2 separate regions of the Zea mays genome follow, and region 1 is linked to region 2. The links are chromatin contacts, called in public Hi-C maps. All regions are on one chromosome and are shown on one strand. The core of a region is the stretch at or near the end of the contact, and the rest is flanking DNA. Distances in the headings are between cores, read along the strand shown. Region 1 holds the start of LOC103655506 (MADS-box transcription factor 27). Region 2 has its middle 16 kb from the start of LOC103653675.

Region 1 (2,956 bases), core at 131-2,630, 190 kb after region 2:
CGGTTGGAGATTGCCACGAGGTACTTTAATTAGTACTGTAGTGTCACATCCGTGTGTCTGTGTGAACACAATGTGTGTGCGCGCACAGAGAGAATATGTTGTTTAAGTAGCGCTGATTTGTTCAAACCTAAAACTGCATAGACAGCATGACATGACTGCGTACATGCATGTATGTAGCACCAGCCAGGCATGCATGCATGTAGGCTTCTCGTGAGTTGTGTGCGAGATATTGTTGCGAATCTTCATTCTTCACCGGCGCCTCCACGAGTCGGCTAACCGTACGTCCGGCAGGCGGCGGTGACACCACGAGCACCTGTCAGCCGTCGTCTAGGGCACAACACAACAATATTATCTTCGCCATCGGCCTTAGTAGTTTAACTCTACTTTTAATATAACTTTACTACTAAGCACGCTAAACCAAACTAATCGTTTCAGATCTTCTGTGCGCAGCATATCATGTAGCACCGTTTGTCTCTTGTGTGTTGTTTGGTATATGGAGACATATAGATAGAGAGAACATGGCACAATGAGTCAATGACTATAACCTTTAATTTTGGGGTTTCTAGTCGCACTGAACCAAAAAAAAATTGTAGTTAAATGGATCGTTGCATTTAGCTATATAGAAATTACTAGTACACACAAAGTAAAGCCAACCGCTCTAGTCTACGGATACAATAACAATAAAGGTTCGTTTATTTCGTTGGAATTGAATTCAATTTTAATAATTATAATTTAGATAAAACTAATTAAGTTCATATATTTATATATGTAATATATTTGTACATTATCCTAAATCATATAAGAGAGATAGTTATATACTATATTTATATTATAGCGAAGCAATTAGAAGAATGTGCTATAAGTTGTACATCGAAAAAATAGCATGTAAATCTATAGAATTAATTTCCATCTCTCACCCCATGAATTTGATATAGGCTTATATGGTAACTTTGAAAAGTGGTGGAATGTCATATTCTAAAAAATAGTCTATTCCATTAATAAGATTCCAATTCCTTAAAATAAAAAGAAACAAACGAGACCTAATAGTGAAAACTGTATCTATATAATCTTCTGATCCCAAATGGACAACATATATCATATATAGTTAATTATTTTCTACTTCCTTGACTATAGTTCCCAAGGTCTTGCTTATAGTTGATAGTTGATGGAACTAGCTTGTTTAGAATGGTCATCACCAGCTTTCCTTTCGTGGTTGCGACGATTTTCTGGGCTATCATTAGCACAGAGGCATCATTTAATTAGGGTTAATTAGCACCAGCCAATAAACAAAGCCCTCATTGAGGGGTGATTAGCAGCAGCCAATAAAGAAAGCACAGAGATGAGGTAGGGTAAGCAGGAAATGGGTGTACATGTCGTGCGCGTCCGGCCTAGCTTCTCTTCCCTTTCCTTGCTAAATAAAGCAAGTAGCAGATAGGGGAAAGTCTGCTCGCAAGTTGCATCCACCCTGCGCCAAGAAAAGCCATCGTTCTTCCCACAAGAAGCATCGTCCATATTTCCCCCTCCTCCTCTCCCCCCCCCCCTTGGGAGACCAGCTTTTGAGCTAATTCTTCTTCGACAGCTCCCGCCAGATCTCCTCCTGCCGTCGTCCTCAATTAGCTTTAATTTCTCCTGTCCTGTCCTGGATCGAGTCGTTGGAGTTAGAGGGCCACAATCATATCTCCATAGGTTTCGTGCCAGCGAACGTGCGAGAGCAGCAGCAGGTTGACTGAAGAGAGATCGAGGCCGGGGACGCGGAGATGGGGAGGGGAAAGATTGTGATCCGCAGGATCGATAACTCCACGAGCCGGCAGGTGACCTTCTCCAAGCGCCGGAACGGGATCTTCAAGAAAGCCAAGGAGCTGGCCATCCTCTGCGATGCGGAGGTCGGCCTCATCATCTTCTCCAGCACCGGCCGCCTCTACGAGTACTCTAGCACCAGGTCTCTTCTGTTCATCCCTGGCCTGCAGCCTGCTTTAGTTTAATACTTCAATAATGCCAGTTGTTTCCTTGTTGCTTGACGAAGTAATATTTTTTTTATTTGTTGTGTTTTAGTTTAAAAATAATTAGTGGACGAGAAATATTCGAGAACAGAAGTAGTATATAATATAGTAGTTCTTGTTTTATTTAGGTTCTCTCGACTGCATTCTATGATCTGAAATTAGAAACTTCCTATCTAAATAAACATCATGCATGGACTCATGATGGACATATGCACCATATATATGCACAGAAGTCCTAAGGTAGACAATACATGTCATTGCAGTAGGAAATTAAACACATACGCTTTTGTGATATAATATATATATATATATATATTATATATATATATATATATATATATATATATATATGTATATATATATATGTCTGCAGTTTTTTAGGCTAGTAGTTAGTATCATTGGAATTTTCTTTCCTAAATATATAGAGGGAGAGAGCCTAGATCTAACTTCTGTAACTAAGAATTTAGCTTTTAGGTAGCTAAACTTAAATATTTTTCACTGAATCATATAATAATAGTTTTTTGTTGTTGATAAACTGCCATTTGTGCTGTGTGCAGCATGAAATCAGTTATAGATCGGTACGGCAAGGCCAAGGAAGAGCAGCAAGTCGTCACAAATCCCAACTCGGAGCTTAAGGTTTGCTCTAGATAAATAAATCCCTCTGTATATTCTCATGTGTTTGCTTGTTTAATTAAAAGATTGCTATATGTTTTTGCATTCATCTTGAATATATTCTTTAATTTATAGTTTTAAGGATGAGAAAAAATTACACGGCCAATTAGCAGATTTAGCTAGCTAGATCAAAGAAAAATCAAAGTTTGTAGACCTCCCTTGTTGGTTCTATATGTAAGGATGAATGATCAGGTTCACCACCGAAGCTAGAAAAGGTAACTAATTTGGCCAAGTTTTGTCTTGGTCTCGTCACATCAGCAAGCATTCTACCTTTTTATCGATCT
Region 2 (3,172 bases), core at 61-2,560:
CGGGCCCGCATATAACCGGGCCGTGCCGGGCTCAGACCGGGCTTCGTGCCGAGCTCACGAGCCTCGTGCTTATTGGACATCTATACACCCGTCCCAGTTTTTTTTTAAGAGACCAGCTCTGTGTGTGCGCGCGCGCGCACGAGATGGTACCATCAAAGCCTATCGCTCTCGTAGGGGATATCTATCTGGAAACACGTCTAAGTGGGGGCAAAAGCGAAACTGTGTGCCGACGGGCGAGATTTTGTCGCAGTTATCAATAGCCGTCGCCCAAGAAGAACCTGACACATATACAGGGCACGGTTAATGTTGACGTCGATCTATACGCTAATTACTAGGTTATATCGTCTGACGGTGCCCTCTGCGACGGCGCGGACGGTCCGCGACCTGGGCGCAGGAGCGACATCTTCTCTATATCACACGGGACGGTTCGCGCTCTGGGTCAGTCGGTCCGTGATGGCGCATGATCGTTATCCCATTTGCTGGAATCTAGATCTCGCCCTCTGAGTGAGAGATCTTAGAGTGCTCCGGGTCGACAGGTTACCAGGAGTGTTCCTAAGAAATTGTGTTCAAATGTTCTTAATGGTCCGTGCCCCTTCGTAGATCTATTTCTAGACGATAGCTAATAAATTTCACGTGATTAGATGGATAACCACATACAAAATAATCGTCTGAATTAATCTGATCACGGGATGTCCGGACCTTAGGACAATACCGTTCAACACTTAGTGTTCAACATTTACCTTGGATCGAAGACAAATATTATCATCGGCGTATAGCTACCTGATCATGCAAATGCAACGAACCGAGTCAAGATACGTCGCTGAAAGCACGCGTGTCCCCATCGGCAGGAAGGAGACGCCTTTCAGACCATCTAACAGACGCTACCATGAATTAGAGTGGAAAAGGACGTGGGAATTGGATTGGAACCGGGTGTGGCGTGGATGGATGGGACATGGTTCACATGAACCATGCATGGATACATTTGATCCGTGACCTTGTTGGTACGGTATTATTAGCACATACTACAAATCGAGGGCATATATCCGGCGTACTCCTGTTTTTTTTTTGTTCTCATATAAACATGCCACAACGATTTGATCGTTCGAATCTGACAGCCTAAGCGGCTAAGCCAAGAAAATCCAATTGATGTATCTTTTTAATACTACCAAAAAAATAGAAGCGGACTTGTGAACCACAGAAGAACGATACAAGGACGAACGAGGAATATTCAGCACAGCCAACATTCGAGCGATAAGTCGACCGCAAAAAAAAAGACCCTTAAGGCCCACCCAAGCCCATACATAATAAAATGCTGGGCCCCAAGCCCAAACGAAAATCAGTATGACCCCTACAAGTTTTGGGTTCCCCACTTACCCTTAACTAATGCTACTGCTTCCTCCGATCTTAAATATATGATACCGTTAACTTTTTTTTAAACATTGATCACTCATTTTATTCAAAATATTTATTCGAAAATGTAAAATCACAAGTAAAGTTCAAACAATCTTAAGTGATAAAACAAATCATAACAAAACAAATTATAATTCGTGATTTTTTTAAATAAAACGAGTGGTCAAAGTTTTTTTTAAAAGTCAACAGTGTCATATATTTAAGAACGAAGGTAGTACTAATTAAGCCTCAAGTCCCAATATGCTTCCATGTTGGCGAAGTACGTACGAACGCTACAAGTTTATTCTGCCTGCGACTTATGAGGCACGATCAACAAAATGCAGCATGCATCGACGACTATAATTACATGCGTGACGGGTAATCAAGCGGTACGCCGGTACCCCCATCCGATCTAGCCACGTGGTACGCCGGTACCCCATCTGATCTAGCCACGCCCGCTAAATTGAGTAGAGGTGGCGGTAATGGATCACGATCCAAATATTTCTTTATGATTCGAACGTGACCTTAATTAATTTTATTTTAAAAATAAATAGAAATATAGTCTGATTCTAGTATGATCTCATCGAGAGTTTATAGTGAAATTTAGAGCCTATTGGACAATACTCCGTGGGAGTTTTATAAAAAAATTCATTTGCATGGCATGTTATTTAATGAAGAAAATATGAGAAAGTTTTCGTCTGGGAGATGAGAGACTCTGTTTTCTAAACAAATAATATTTACATGGCAGCTTTATAAACAGTGCCATAAATCCATCTATTGAGAATGGCCATGCACGCCGGCGTTGTCGAGGTGGAGGGGCCGTGGTGGCACCGTGAGAGGAACATGTCCTTATTTAATGGAATAACTAGGTAGGTGCCGTGCATTGCGACGACATCCAAAATATTCGACAAAGCATTGTTTTTAGGATAGATAGTATATCTGAAACAAAACACTAGTTGTGCAAGCTGGTAGGCAGTAGGCAACATGTAGCTAGGAATTCTGAAACAATATGGTGCCAGCATGGGTCTAGAGACAAGAAAACATGGAAAAACGAAGTGAATTCATACATAGATTCAAGCTACCATAAATACGTTCATACTGTTCTCTAACAAATTACAAGATCAACTATACCAATCTCCAGTAAGCGTCAGTTAGTAGGAAGGGGTGTCGTTAAATGTCACTGCGACATAGACTACTCAGCTACATAGGTCACATTGTCATACAAGTATGTAACTTTGCATCTTCAACGACAAGGTCGCATGCCTCAGATCATCCAACATCCCAGGGGAAATGCACAATTGCAAGCATAGGTTCTAGTCTTAAGGCTCGACCATCCCACATAGGAGCATTGCTTCTTTGCATGTTATGGAATCAATTTCGTGACAATGTTTGCTAGGTCTCCTTTCAATTCCGCGGAACAGAGGTAGCAAGCATGTAAGGTGGTGATATACAAAGAACAAACTTGGAACTACACTGCTACCTACCTGGTTGTAACAATTGGAGAATGAAACCCTAACTCATTGAGTGGGTTGAGTGATACATATATTAGAGTTACATGGGTTAGGCTCAAGGCCCATAATACCTAGACATAATAAAATACGTATCTAACACCCCCTGCAGTCACAACTCTATCCCATACAGATGTTGAGACTGGACCAGAAGTCTAGGAAAAGACTGGACGGTAGGCCCTTGGTGAAGATGTCGGTGAACTGCAGCGTAGTGGGGACGCTGAGGACCCAAACATCGTGGGACACGCTCCCGGATGAAGTGCAGGTCGATCTCC

Evidence for each region. A called contact is a pair of places that touch in the nucleus more often than the background predicts.
Region 1: a Hi-C map of tassel shows a contact between it and region 2, with 2.4 times the contacts expected there. The contact joins the promoter of LOC103655506 here to the enhancer-like site in region 2. A contact is called at or near these places in 3 of 25 Hi-C or Micro-C datasets (ear, leaf and tassel).

Annotation. Positions count from the first base shown.
Region 1 is chr4:130,896,366-130,899,321 of Zm-B73-REFERENCE-NAM-5.0, forward strand. It overlaps LOC103655506 (MADS-box transcription factor 27), which reads left to right and starts at 1,381. Exons shown (of 7, transcript XM_020552601.3): 1 at 1,381-1,939; 2 at 2,558-2,636. The coding sequence starts at 1,758.
Region 2 is chr4:130,711,186-130,714,357 of Zm-B73-REFERENCE-NAM-5.0, forward strand. No RefSeq gene overlaps it. Among protein-coding and RNA genes, the nearest start is that of LOC103653675, 16 kb to the left of the region's middle. Within about 2 kb of position 1,311, at least 16 of the 20 cell types and tissues checked have an H3K27ac peak or open chromatin away from gene starts, as enhancers often do. A contact at or near this core is called in ear, leaf and tassel, where this site is marked.